Regions from separate parts of the Pan troglodytes genome. Here region 1 is linked to region 2. A link is a contact called in public HiChIP or PLAC-seq data. All regions are on one chromosome and are shown on one strand. Each heading gives the region's core, a stretch centred on a gene start, on an enhancer-like site or on the middle of the called end of the contact. The rest is flanking DNA. Distances are from core to core; before and after follow the strand shown. Region 1 holds the start of KDM6B (lysine demethylase 6B). Region 2 holds the start of EFNB3 (ephrin B3).

Region 1 (6,332 bases), core at 978-3,477, 130 kb before region 2:
GAAACCAGGACACGGCGAGACGAAGAGTTATATAACCGGGAGAAGCGGAGAAGGACGAGTGGAGACAGGGACAGACAGCCCGAAAGGAGCCGAGGGAGGTGCAAAGAACGCCGGGGCGAACGAGGAGGAAACGTTAGGAATGGGAAGGGTTTTGGTGCACATCAAAGAGCAGGAATTCACGCGAAGAAGGGGCGTGATGGCCCAGAAGAATCACCTGGGCCGTCCGGGGCTTCCCCGCAGTGCCCTCCTCCACCACCAACAGCAGCTGGGCCCAGGCGGGAGAAGCCTTGGGAAGGGGCGCTGGTACCCGCTCGCTTTCTCTTGGGAAAGCAACTTAAGCCAGAGCCCGGGAAGGCAGCGGCCGAGCAGATGGGGCCGGAAACCACAGCTCCGCCCAGCCCACCTGGGAGTGTGGGGCGCCAGCTGGGGGGAGGTGGGGAACAGGTAGTCGGCCCTCCCGAGCCAGGCTGGGCATTATGGTCGCGACCCGCGAAACGGTGCAGACCGACCGAGACGTGTGGGTCCCCAGGGGCTGAAGAGCGCAGCCTCAGGCGGCTTTACACAGACTCCACGAGGGGAGGGGGGCGCCCGGCTCGCCGCGCAGGCGCAAGGGGGTGCTCGGGCGCGTGCGGCGCAGGGCGGGGGGGTGGGCGCGAGCGTGTGGGAGTGCACGTGCGGGTCCCAGGCAGCTGCTGCCTCCCAGCCTCCGCCGCTGCCTCCCAGCCTCCGCCGCTGCCCCTCCCCTCTCCCTTTCCTGTCGCTATCATCCCCCTTCCCCATTGGCTGCCAGGGCCCTGGCGTCAGGGCCGACCGCCGGAGCGGATTGGGCGGACGGGAGAGTTCGGGAATCCGACTCCCAAGTCTCGCCCTCCAGTTACTCTGGCAACAGGACAAGCAACCCAGGGGAGGGAAGGGGAGCCGAGGTGAACGCTGCGCCTCGGTCCCTACCCCCCTCCGGACAACCGCCGAGTCCCCTTCGGTCGCGGCGCAGCTCGCTACCTCCCCGCCTTCCTCCCAGGGCTCTTCCTGTCCCGGGAACCAGGCGTCCTGCCCTCGGCCTTCCCCACAGTCTTCAGGCCCTCCGCGCTCTCTAACCCCCACCAGTGTCACAACATAAGCTGCAGCAAACAGGAAGCGAATCTACGTCGCTTAGCAACCACCCCGCGTGCCCCCCTCCCCACTATTTACCCCAGCCGGGAGAGGCGGAGATTGAGTCCCCAGCCCCCTCCCCGTCTTCTGCGCTGCGACCTCCTGCCCACAATTTCCTGTGAGGGGGCCCAGATCACAGGAAGTCAAGTGGGGGCCTCAGCCTACCTTTCCCTCGGACCGGGGCGGGGGGCTTCAGCTACTTTCACGGTCACATCCCCCACCCGCCCTGGGTGCGTCTCGCCCTCGCCATCTTCTGGCTACGTTGGGAAGGCTCCGCACCGAGAAGCCGTGCGGGGCGCGCTAGGGTTCGGGAACGGCGGAGCGGGAGAAGGACTAGGGATGAGGAGGCTAGCGGGGCGAGACGGAGTGAAAGGGAGGCGCAGTGTGGGGGAGGGGGGGTGGGAAGAAGGCGAAGGCTACCGCTGGGAAGCTCTCGGGGCCGCTGGTGGGAAGGTCAGGCTGAGGCTTCTACACCTCACCCGTGCAGAGAACTGGAGGGAGACTTAAAGTAGCCCTGGGACCGGGACACACCCAAGTCTGACCACATCTGACCTTACTGGGCCATGGCATTGACCTGTCTGCAAACTCTGCCCTTTAGTCCTGCCCTTCAGTAAGGACCGCCGCGCCCCGCCCCGCCCTGGAGTCGGGAAGGGGAATCCCAGCCCAAGGGGAACGGGGAGTCCTTTCAGGCCCCTCTGGACATTTGGAACCTGAGACATCTGCCTCCCAGTTCTTCCTCCTTCCCCGCCGTACTCTCTTCTAGGGGACCCATGACCTTCGCCCCAGTCTTCTTCCCAGTGCCCTTCCCAAGACCCAAACGTCCATCCCCAGCTCTACCCCTCCAGAGACTCAGGCGTCCTGCCCTGCTGCAAGGAGAGGGTTTCCCTCTTTACAGACGTCCTCGCGGCTCCCCGTTACCTGGTTCTGGGGGGGGGTCCCAGGTGTTCAGGCTCCCCAAGGTATCCCAGGGGGTCGAGCGGCCCCCCCTTCTCCCAGGCCGGGGCTGGGGGGGCCGCTCCGCCCAGTGGCGCAGTTGGATTTTCCAACACAAACACCCGCACCCCCGCTCCCCAGCCCCGCCCCCTTGTGGTCCCGCCCCTCCTCGCGCTCTAGTCCCCCTCTCCGGCTCCGCCCCGTCTTCTGCCGGTCCCGCTCGCCTCAGGGCGGGTGCCGGCTAGGATGCCGGGTGCGGGGTGCGGGCTTCAGGGTGCGGGCTTCAGGGTGCAGTGTACGGGGTTCAGCCCTGATCCCTGCCTGACAAATCCCTACTCATTTGGATCACGCGCCCTTCTAAGGTAAGCCCCGCCCCACCCACTGAAGTCCTGCCCGGAGACTTAAGCCACAGCCTCTTCAGGCGGCTCCGCCCTGCCCATTCGTTCAGGGCCACGCCTCCGTTCCGCTCCAGGCCGCCCCACCTCCCTCGCTTCTTTCCCCGTCCAGTAGCAGCTCCGCAGTAGCTCTGTCCTCTGTGAGGCCTGGGCTTCCTCCCTCCCCAGACCCTCACCATTGCATTGAGAGACTTAAGGCTTGTTGTCGCGGGTGTTTTACAGCACTGAGCTCCAATACAACTCTCACTTTTATGGCTAACACAACTAGGTATCTCCAGGGCCACATCACACAAATTCGGCCAAGGTCAAAGTCTGAGTGAGGTCCAGCCTCAGTCCTAGGTGCAACATCTGTCTTTGCTCCTGGAGTCCCTGACCCTCTCTCTCAAGCGGAGAAGAGGAGGAGGTCTCAGCTGTCCAGGCTCATGAGTAGAGCAGTGCCCCTCTTGATCCAATGATCAGGTGTCATGGACCCAGACCGCAGGTCAATGCCGATGACAAAGGAGGCTCGGTCTGAGCTGCCTGCCCGGTTGGGATAGTAATAGCAGGGGCAGGAGTACATGCCTGGGGGAAAGGAGAGGAGAAGTCAGACCCCTGGAGCCTCCGGGAGAGCAGGGCAGGAGCAGGGCAGGAGCGGGTGTGGGATGGGCTGGAGCAGAGAATGGGTTGAGTTCCAAACTAGGGACGGGGCAGGCAGGTCCTGCCTGGGGAGCTGTCCCACCCTTGGCGCTCTTCTTGCGGCTCTCTGCAGGCCGGAAGTGGATCGTGGGCATGAGGCAGACAAGCTGCATGGGCTCTGCCTCCACCAAGCAGGAGTTCTTCCGGTCCCAGCCAGCACCTTCCAGGTACAGGCCCCGGACCCAGACACCATCCTGGGGAGAAATGGGAGCAGGTCTGGGAGAAGCTAGACTTCAATTGCCAGCGCCCCTGACCTGCTCCCTCTCTCCTCCCTTTTCGTCCAATTATTTCCAGTACCCTCTTTTGCTCAGAGCCCCAAGCACAACTGGCTCCCACCTTGGGGGGATACACTAGGTTGCTGTCATCCACAGTGGAAACGATAAACTCCCAGGAGAGGCTGTCCACTGAAACCTGGGGGTTGAAGGTGAGAATAAGAGAGGACCCTGAAGAGGAGAACACATACATGGCCCCAGCATACATCCCCCACCCACACTTTGCACATTGCTCACGTTGTTTTGGCGAGCTGAAGACTGCAGCACAGCAGTGAGGAAGCCAGTGGGAAAGGTGAAACCAGACAACCAGAAGATCACAGGAGGCCGGGCCCGGCTGGCCCACAGCTCAAACTGCTCCACACGCATGGCCAAGTCCCGGGTCCAGGCAGCCAATGGCTTTTGTGAGGGGTATGCCTGGGGAAGGAGTGCATGTGTATTCACTCATTTAGCCGTGCATTCAAATCCGTATTATTTATTTATTTAGAGACAGAGTTTTGCTCTTGTCCCCCAGGCTGGAGTGCAGTGGTACGATCTTGGCTCACTGCAACCTCCACCTCCCAAGTTAAGCTATTCTCCTGCCTCAGCCTCCCAAGTAGCTGGGATTACAGGCGCCCACCACCAGGCCCGGCTAATTTTTGTATTTTTTTAGTAGAGACGGGGTTTCACCATGTTGACCAGGCTGGTCTCAAACTCCTAAACTCAGGTGATCTGCCTGCCTCAGCCTCCCAAAGTGCTGAGATTGCAGGCATGAGCCACCGCGTCCAGCCCAAATCCTTATTTTGAGCACCTGAAGCAGATATGAGAAGACTATGTGGTGGCAGCCCCTGTTCCCCAACTACAGGTGAACAAAGCTCTCCAAAGCCAACTTCTAGGAAAGAGGCATACAACGACAGCTATTCATTCATAACAATGACCGCAGTAATATTAACCAGGTAGCATTGATGAAGCACCTACTGAGTGGTAGGCACAATACTGGGAATCTCTGAAACATCCTTGGAGAGGTTAGTAATTTTCCCTGAGTGAGTCTGTAAGTTAATAAGTTGTATGAAGTCAGTCAATGAATGGCAGAGCCAGGTTTTAACCTTGAACCTATCTAACTCCAAAGTTTCGGCTCTCTGCAGTTTGCTTTATGCCCACCTAGAACCAGGAGATTGGGGGGGCCCAGGATTGAGAGGGGAGCTCATTGTTGGAGAAGGATCAACAATGGTATAATCTTGCCTTTCCCCAGAGCGGAGGAACGTGGGCATCAAAGATGCAATTGAAAATCTCTTCCAGGCTTGTAGACATGACGATGAGACCCTGGATGCCTTTCTCTAGATCTGTCAGTGAGAACCTGAGCAGGATGAGGTGGAGTGTTAGAGATGAGGTGGGCCTGGGAACGTCATTCTAGCCAGAAGGCGAAGGCTTCTCCTCACACCCTCCCCTGTTCTGCAGAGTCCCCCTCTGTCTTACAGGATGGTCTGCATCAGTGTGTTGTATCTCTGGATCTCCTGCAGAAGGACCACATTGAGGGGGGAGGGGTCGAGAGCTAGCAGTTTTCGAGTCCCCTCATAGTCGATCATTTCAGGGATCTTCTGCTTCACATCAGCGGCCAACTCAAGGACCTGAGCAGGCAGGAGCTCTTGAGTGTAGCCCCCTCTTCTCATCACTTTCCCTCCCCCAGGCCCGGCTCTTTTTACCTTCTCTTCCCGGGTCTGGCCTCCAGCCCTGGTGGGTGTAATCTGAGGTTGCAAGGAAAGCAAAGTATCAAAGAGGGTTTGTGCCTCAGTGATCTGAGAGGCCACATCAGCATTGGGGTGCTGGCCAAAGGCCTCAGGGGGGTCCATGCCAGGCAATAAGCTGATGTATTCCTTGTAAGAAGCGAGGCTGCCATCCTTGGGGATGAAATAAGTCTCCAGTGCTGACAACCTAGGGAGTCATAGCATAATTACTGCCACATTGTGGGGACTCAGCCCTCAATGCCAGGCCAAGACCCCAAACCTATGCATGTCCAATTTGTCCAGCTCCCTGCCCTGCTCCCCCTCTCAATCCCACAAACTCTGTCTTCTCCCAATCTCACGTCCTCTCCTCAAACATTACCCCCACCCCTGATCCCACCACCTGGCTGACTTGTGACCTCTGGCTCCCTGTCCAGGGCCACCTCCCCCTCACCGGTAGAAGGGAGTTGATAGAGACTGGTCACAGAAATAATCATTGATGTAGGTGGTCAGCAGGCGCCGGTCCCAGTCATCTGTGACATGTCCACCATAGTTGATGCCGGCAATGAGGTACTTAAGTGCGTCCCAAGGTGTCTCCTCGTACTCATCGAGATAGAGGCTCAGCAAGTTTTCTGACACCTAGGCATGATCCCAGCCCAAGCCCCCATTCCCAGAGTTATGGCAGGAAATCTGCCAATGGGGCTTCAACACAGGCTTTGTGTCCACGGATATTCCCACAGGGGAGCCATGGGGTAGGACGTGTAAGGAGAGAGGGCTGGGATGAGGACCCCTGGCTAATACAAACCTCAAAGTCGGAGTCATTGAAGCCATAGATGATGTTCCAGCCAAGCTGCAGGAACTTTTTGCGTTCAAGTAACACAGAGTGGAAGAAACAGAGTGAAAACAGCAGCTTCTTATATTTGGCAGGTTTGGAGCAGCGGGAAAACTGTGGTTCTGACGTCAGTTGGTAAAGACGTGTCATGTTGGCCTTTAGGCCCTGGGGACAATGAAATACAAAGATGGGGTGACATGCATCACACTCAGACCTGCCACTAGCACCGCCATGTACAGTTGTGGAGGTTCTTCATTGCACAAAGGCACTGGCTGAAAGGGTGAGTGGAGGCTGAAATGTAGCCATTGATCTACATGCCAAGATCTGCATTCTTCTACAAGGCTGAGTGCCTTTCTGTAATTCACAGATAGGCATTGTA
Region 2 (6,852 bases), core at 3,003-5,502:
CCAACACATGGCACCCCCAGCCCCTGCCACGCCCAGCAAGAGCAGCGCCAGCCCCCCTGCTGCCCCAGCCACTGCAGGCATGCTGGGAGGGGGCAGGGGGCCTTCAGCACCCCGGGAGGTTGCATTGCTGGTGGGGTCACCTGGCAGGGAAGGGGTGAAGGAGGAAAGAGGGGGAGGGACTGAAGGAGCCACCTGGGCACCTGGACACCCAACCCTGGGGGTCCCCATGGGCTTCCCTTGTAGCGCCCAGGCCCCTTGGGGACCCCATCTCCCCTCCCCCGCCGAACTCTGCTCAGAATCCAGGTGTCCAGCCCTTCAGCTTCCTGCCACAGAGTCCTCCCCACTTCTCTGACAGCACTGATTGAAGCACTGACTTGGCTAATTAGTTCTAATTGAGTCTTTTCCTCATTTGGTTTCCATTCCCCTCCCACCCTCCCATCCTCTCTTCTCCTCTTTCCTGTATCACCGCCCCCAAAACTGAAGAGGGAGGGAGGGTGACGGCAGGGCAGCTGGGGTCTGAGAGCAGAGGAAGCTGGGGAAGGCAGGGGCCTAGCCCCTGGTTCCTACCTGGCAGGTTCTCCCTCCCAGGCTCCAGGCTGTGGGCTGCCCCTCGGTCTCTTTCCATGGGCATTTCAGACACAGGTTTTCGGGGGGCAGCCCCTCCTCGGGGACCTGGAGATGAGGAAGACCCAGAGAGGGGCTGAGACAACTGCCCCAACCATGATCGTACTGCCCCAACGTCCCTTCGTGCCCAGGAGGTGTCCCCCAGCCCCACTCACTTTGTCCCACTCGGAGAAGCACCTTCATGCCTCTGGTTAGGCACACACCTCCCTGCAGGCTCTCCAGGCCCTCCCGGGTCCCATCCGATGTGGCTGGGAGAGAAAAGCCAGAGGAAGAGGTTGGCACTCCAGAATCTAGCCCTGATTCTGGCCCCACACCCTGGTGTGAACACTGCCTGAGGGCACTGGGATCTCCCTCTTGGCTGCAGGGGTCCCCCTCCCTCTCTGCTCGGTATCAGGAGCCCCCCACTCAATCGTGCCCTCTGCCCAGCAGTACCAATGATGTAGTAATCATGGTGCGAGCGGAACTCGTGGCCCCAGAGATTAGGGCTATACTCCTGGAACTTGATGGTGAAGCGGAGATCCAGGTCTGGGCGATCACAAGTGAGAAGGAGGTTTGGGGCAGGGGGTGCCTCACAGCGCCGGCCCTGGGCACCCCCTACCAGGTACAGCTTGTAGAACTCATAATTAGGAGAGGAGTGAGGGCCAGGAGGCCGGGCCCGGGGGCAGAGCAGGTCTAGCCGGTCCCCGATCTGAGGGTACAGCACATAACCACCCTCTGCCTGGAACCTATGGGGAGGAGGGTAAGGTGGACAAGGAAGAGATGTCAGAGGCCTGGCCCCCAGAGCTTTCCTTCCCTCACCCCACAACCTTCCAGGACAGCAATTCTCAGCTCACGCTTGCCCGCCTTTGTCTGAGCGGAAAGTCTCTTCTTATAGAGCAGGCACCAAGGACTCTGTGCATTCACATTGGAAGCAGCAGGAAGCCAGGCTCAGGGGTCTCCTGCCCCTTGGTGTGCCCAAATGCACTCCACTCTTCAGCCCGCCCTCACCACATGCACACCGCCATCTCCCGCTCCATCACCAGCCCCATTGCCATGGCAACAGGATGCCAGTTACCAAGGAGCTGGCCTCTCTGGAACCACACAGCCCACCCCTCCCAGGTGATTTCACTATTCCATGGCAGCCAACCATGGGGGCAGAGCCTCCCCTCCTTCAGGCCACCACTGAATTTCAGGGATTTCCGGGCAAAGGGGGCGGCGGTTCAGGGAGGGGCTGTGTGGAGGGTGGTCCAGACCAGTGTCCTAAGTTAGCCAGCTAATAGCACAGAAGGCAAATGCCTGGTTTGGCCACGACCATCATTGGGGCTGATGGGAACCAGGGTCTAGGAACCTGCTGCCTGAGTCATTCTCCCACTCAGAATCCCACACTGGGTCTTAGACTTCTGGGGCAAGTGCTCTATTGCTTTGGAAAGGAAAGGAGTTGACTTTTCTAACCACAACCAACACACTTCACCATCTCCTTGGCCAGTGCACCCAGGCATCCACTGTCCCAGCACAGCCACAACTTGCCAACCCCTGCAGCCCCTTCCTGGACATCAATAGCTGCTGAGACAGGGTCTCAGGACTGGGTCCCAGGGGACTGCTACTTGATATCTTCCCAGACTCCCAAGTGTCCCACTCCCACCCCACATCCGAAAGAGCCCCCAGGACACCCTAACTCCCTTTTCTCTACCCTGTGAAAACAAGCTTATGTTCTCAAGCTACACACCTGATACTCACATTGCAGCTGGGAGTTGGCAGGTGGGTGACTGAGTACAGAAAAGACATTGAGATTATACCCAAAGAGATCCAGGGAAAAGAGAGGGAGGGATGGCAGAGCAGAGAAGTGTGAGGGAGGCTGGGAAGTAAAGAGAGGAACAATAATCCTAGCTCTCCTTTAATGAGCACATAATACATTCAAACACCTTACCGCTAATCCTCATAATAGCTGTAAGGATTGAGGATACAAACTCAGAAAGGTTAAGTGACATGCCCAAGGCCACACAGCTGAAAGCGGCAGAGCTAGGATTAAGACCAAAGATTTGATGAGCTCCAAAGCCCACCCCCTTCCCATGGCCTCACACAGTCTCCCCAGGGAAGTAGGAATTTTTCAAAACACAGAACTCTTTTATGAGCGGGAAGTGGGATCCGCATGTAGGCAAGGGACCCAGGTGACCTCCCAAAGGTTCTGTCCTACCCAGCGTGGCTTGAAGTTTCATCTGACCCCTGGCCTCTTTTCAGAGCAAAGCTGGCATGCCATGGAACAGAGGGTCTGATGGAAGAGTTTGCAGCAAAGATTGGGGGAGGGGGCAATGGAGTCCTCCAGATGCAAAAGGGAAGGAAGGAGGGTTCAGGGGGCTCCAGGCTTCTTCCAGCAAGATGCCGGCAAGCCAGGAAGGCAGGAATATGTTCTGGCTGGGAAATCGTTCAGCCAACAGTTCACTGACTGTGGGGAAGAGTTGGGAGACAGACTGTGAAGAGAGTCAAGGAGCCTTGGGGAAGTTGTCCCCAGAGCCCCCAAACGGAACCCCCTTGCCTCCCATCTCGGATGCGCAGTCCCTCTGCGGGAGGGAGGCACCCTGCCCTGCCTTCCCCTCAGCGACTCGCAGCACCTAATCTGCAGCTCTCTCCTGAGAGCTGACAGTAACCAGGCTCCCTCCAAGCCCAGCCCCCGACGCAGGCCTCCCACAGATCCAAATACCCACCTCACTGCCCTCCCGGCTACCCATGAACTTTCTTCTCCTTGCCCCTTTGGGGTCTCCAAACTCCTGACATCCATAGCACCACCCGCATCCAGCTCTGCGTGGGACCCGGAGTCTGGCTCCCAAGATCACCTGTCTAGTAACCCATCACACATCAGAGCACCAGCACCTTCCCTCCCGCCTCCTCCCTGCCCACAGAAGCCCGCCTCCAAGCCCCCAAAGCTTCCCTACCCACTGCCCTAGGGTCTGGGATCTCCCCAGCCGCAGGCCACTCACCTCTTATTCGCCGAGTTCCAGTAGACAGGCTCCAGGCTGAGCCCAGACACCAGCCCCAAAACCCCCAGCAGCAGCAGGGCCCCGACTCGCACGCCCCCCGGCCCAGAATGGGGGGGCCCCATGACCCCGCCAAGGCCTGGGGGGCGGGGCACCAACTCCCCCAAAGTCGCTCACCCCCCGGGGTGGCTGCCTTGGCTGCCTGGCTCTTCAGCCTGGACCACCCCGGTAGCTGACGCCCCCAGCGCCCACGCGGACCTGCTTCCTGCTGTGCCCGCGCCCCCGCGGCAGAGCGCTCAGCCCCACCAGAGCCCTTCCAGGGGCCGTCTGCAGGCGCCCTACGCGCCCCCGGCCCACGCGCCAGCACCCCGGGATCTGTGAGTCCGCCTAAGTGGGGGACTGGGGGAGCCGGGGGCCGGGCGGGGGCGGCATGGGGCGCCGGACCAGGGAGCGAGGAAGGGGGCGCCGAGCCGGAGCCCCAGCCTCGCCGGGATTGAGGGCAGCGGGCTAAGGGAGGAAACCAGTCCCGAGCCCAGGAGGGGGGAGTTAAAGGAGAGGCGGGGAGGGGCAGAGGATGGTGGAGGGAAAAACCGGAGCTGGAGCTCGAGGCGGAGCGGGCGGCAGCATCCCGCGGCCCACGCCCCCCACACCTCCCTCACCTCGCGCACCTCCCGCCCGCCGCCCCGCCTCAGCCCCCGGCGCGGGCTGTCACGCCCCCTTTGTCTCTCCGAGCCTCTGGCTCCGGCTGAGTTCTGCCCGGCTCCCCTCCTGCCCTCCGATCGCCCAAGCTGCTGGAATCTTCCTCTCTCGAATCCAGAAAGGCTCTCGCCCTCTCCACCCCGAGGAACCCGCCCCTTTCGCTCCCGCAGCCTCCTCCTCCATCCCAAAACAACACCGCTGCTCCCGGCAGGTTTGGAGAGAATAATAATAACCTTGAAGGCTTGGCGTTTTACAAAGTGCGGCGGAGCTGATCGTCACGACTACCTGTGTGAAGTGGGAGGGGCAGAGCTAACGATCCCATTGCAGAGATGAGGAAACTGAGGCTCAGGGAGGCCCCGTGACTTGCCCAAGGTCACACAGGAAGTCTGGGATAAAGCTAGAAACCAAACCCAGGCTGCGCAACTCCCACTCTTGGGGTCTCCTTTGTCACTGTTCCATGGACCATGTGCTGTTGTTACCTGGGGGTTAGTGAAAAACAAGAGTTTAGGGGATACACTTGGGTCTTTCCTAGATGGCTGGGGGGAGAAGCGGGGCTGGGAGAAGAAGGGGCGTACCTACAACCCCAAACCGGCGCTGCGCAGGAAGGGCTGTTTCCAATTATCCTGGGGGAAGGGAGGAGTTGCCTTTTCGGGTGTAAGAGCCCTGGCTTTCAGCACCTCTGGGCAGGGGTGACATTCCTCTCCCTCTCAAGCCTCCCCAGGCCTTTCGTCCCTTCCCTTTGATTGTGAGGTCCAAAATCACATCCCCTGCTGGCAGTATTTCTTCAAAGTCCCCCCATTCTCAGTGTTTGGGAAGGTGTTGGGGGGAGGAGGGAGGAGTCACTGCTTCAAATGACACACTCGTCCCCCACCCCCAAAGACAGAGCAGACAAATGGAGAAACAAGCCCAGCGACAGCCGCTGAATGAATAAGACCCTCGCCGCGCCCCGTATGGAACAGCAATATCAAAGGTGACGACTGTATTTTTCAACACCTTTACTCTTTTATGTGTGTCCTTGACTCTGGCAACTGGGTTGTCTGCCTCCTGGGGAGCCCCGGGGAGGGGAGGAGAGTGCTCCTGCTCCCCTCAGAGCTGAGTAATGGTCCCCATGCTGCTGGAGAATGGCAAACAGTGTGGAGTGTGGGCGACAGGCGCCCTGTCACTGTCTGCACAGTCTCACACGGTCACACCCAACAGTCTGACCCAGCTCCTGCTCAGCCCCGCTAACCCTGACCCCTGCCGCCCCCACCTTGGGAGTGAGATTTCAAACAGGTTTCCCCCTTCAGTTTACCAAGTTGCCTAGCAACCAACCAGTCAATGGCATGAAGCCCCACCCCCACCCACTTGACTTCACACCAAGCTCAGCCGCCCCATTGGCTCCTGCCTGGTCCCACCTCTCAACCCCTGGTTTCAGGACCAATACGCCATACCCACTGCTGCTGGACCAGGGAGCCCGCCAGTCCCCCTGCCTGGTCCCCACCTCACTCATATGCCCCCCCAAAACAGACACGAAGACTCTAGTATCATAAAAACCTTTTTATATAAGCTCACCCACACCTCCCTCCGTTCCTCCCTGCCCTTTCTCGCCCTGGTGATCATCAGGGATGCTGGAGTCTGGCCCCCCCCCACACCACCAGAGCTGAAGCCGACATTCAAGGTGGACGTGGCGCGTGGAGAGCAAGGGAAGGCCCAGCTCCTCTCCTTCGTCCCCACTCTCTGTGGGCTCAGGAAACACACGCTGACCGGAGGCAGTGGCCAGGAGAGGCAGGCTAGGGTGCAGGCTGAGGGAGAGATGAGGAGGGTCTATCAGTGCCTTCAGTGAGGACACTTGCTCCCTCTGGGATTCACCTCCCTCCCCAACCCAAGCCCCAACATCTCTGGAATTGAACTGAGGACCTCACGCCATTGGTGCAGTCCTTCTGGGGCAGAAAACTCAACACGGGCTCCGGCTTCCCATCATTGCCAGGCCCGTCCGTGTCCCACACAGAGACGGCCCCGCTCGTGCTGCCACTCACTAGGAACTGCCCGGTCCTGCGAGAGAGAGGAGAGATTTGCTGGCAGAGGCCTCACCCCTGGGGCAGGAACCCCTCACACCCAGGGACTGGGACCCTACAGCTGGGCTCTGGCATTCCTAGGCTTATCAGGGCCCTGTGTAGGAAGGAGTCACAGCCACTCACGGGTCCAGATCGAAGTAGATGCGCTGATTGGTGGTCACCTCTCGACCCAGGGACCACAGTGGGTAACCAGACTGCCGGAGATCCCAGCACAGGAGCTCAGCATCCTGGAGACAAGGAACAGGACCTGGAGTCACCCCCAAAGCCCTGGATGTCCCTGCCTCCCTCGGGGTCTCCAGGCACTCCTTCAGCTTGGGATTTTTTCCCCATCCCCACCCATTCCCCTACACTGCAGACTACATCCCTGCTCCTGCCCCGCTGCCCAGCTGCTTTGGGCTCTCAGGGTGTGACCCCTACCTTGCGGGCTCCTGAGAAGAAGCGGTTGCCATCGGGATGAAAGCAGAGGTGGGTGATGCCCCCTTGGTGCCCTCCCAGCAAGGCGAGAGGGGAGCCATCATCCCAGG

Evidence for each region. HiChIP or PLAC-seq counts read pairs in DNA pulled down with a chosen protein or histone mark.
Region 1: a contact with region 2 is called in an H3K4me3 HiChIP or PLAC-seq map of stem cell-derived excitatory neurons, with 5 times the contacts expected there. The contact joins the promoter of KDM6B here to the promoter of EFNB3 in region 2. A contact is called at or near these places in 1 of 7 Hi-C or Micro-C datasets (stem cell-derived neural progenitor cells) and 1 of 1 datasets of contacts at active chromatin or transcription factors (stem cell-derived excitatory neurons).

The regions. Positions count from the first base shown.
Region 1 is chr19:18,344,677-18,351,008 of NHGRI_mPanTro3-v2.0_pri, reverse strand. It overlaps KDM6B (lysine demethylase 6B), which reads right to left and starts at 2,227. Exons shown (of 24, transcript XM_054670841.2): 1 at 2,068-2,227. DNAH2 (dynein axonemal heavy chain 2) reads right to left here. Exons shown (of 86, transcript XM_016931476.4): 78 at 5,927-6,118; 79 at 5,576-5,760; 80 at 5,104-5,332; 81 at 4,877-5,028; 82 at 4,643-4,757; 83 at 3,662-3,838; 84 at 3,489-3,563; 85 at 3,196-3,346; 86 at 2,677-3,038. The coding sequence ends at 2,884.
Region 2 is chr19:18,215,725-18,222,576 of NHGRI_mPanTro3-v2.0_pri, reverse strand. It overlaps EFNB3 (ephrin B3), which reads right to left and starts at 4,252. Exons shown (of 5, transcript XM_016931472.4): 1 at 3,579-4,252; 2 at 1,057-1,349; 3 at 780-872; 4 at 568-672; 5 at 1-140. The coding sequence starts at 3,700. WRAP53 (WD repeat containing antisense to TP53) reads right to left here. Exons shown (of 10, transcript NM_001280058.1): 7 at 6,746-6,852; 8 at 6,452-6,555; 9 at 6,171-6,305; 10 at 5,796-6,055. The coding sequence ends at 5,812.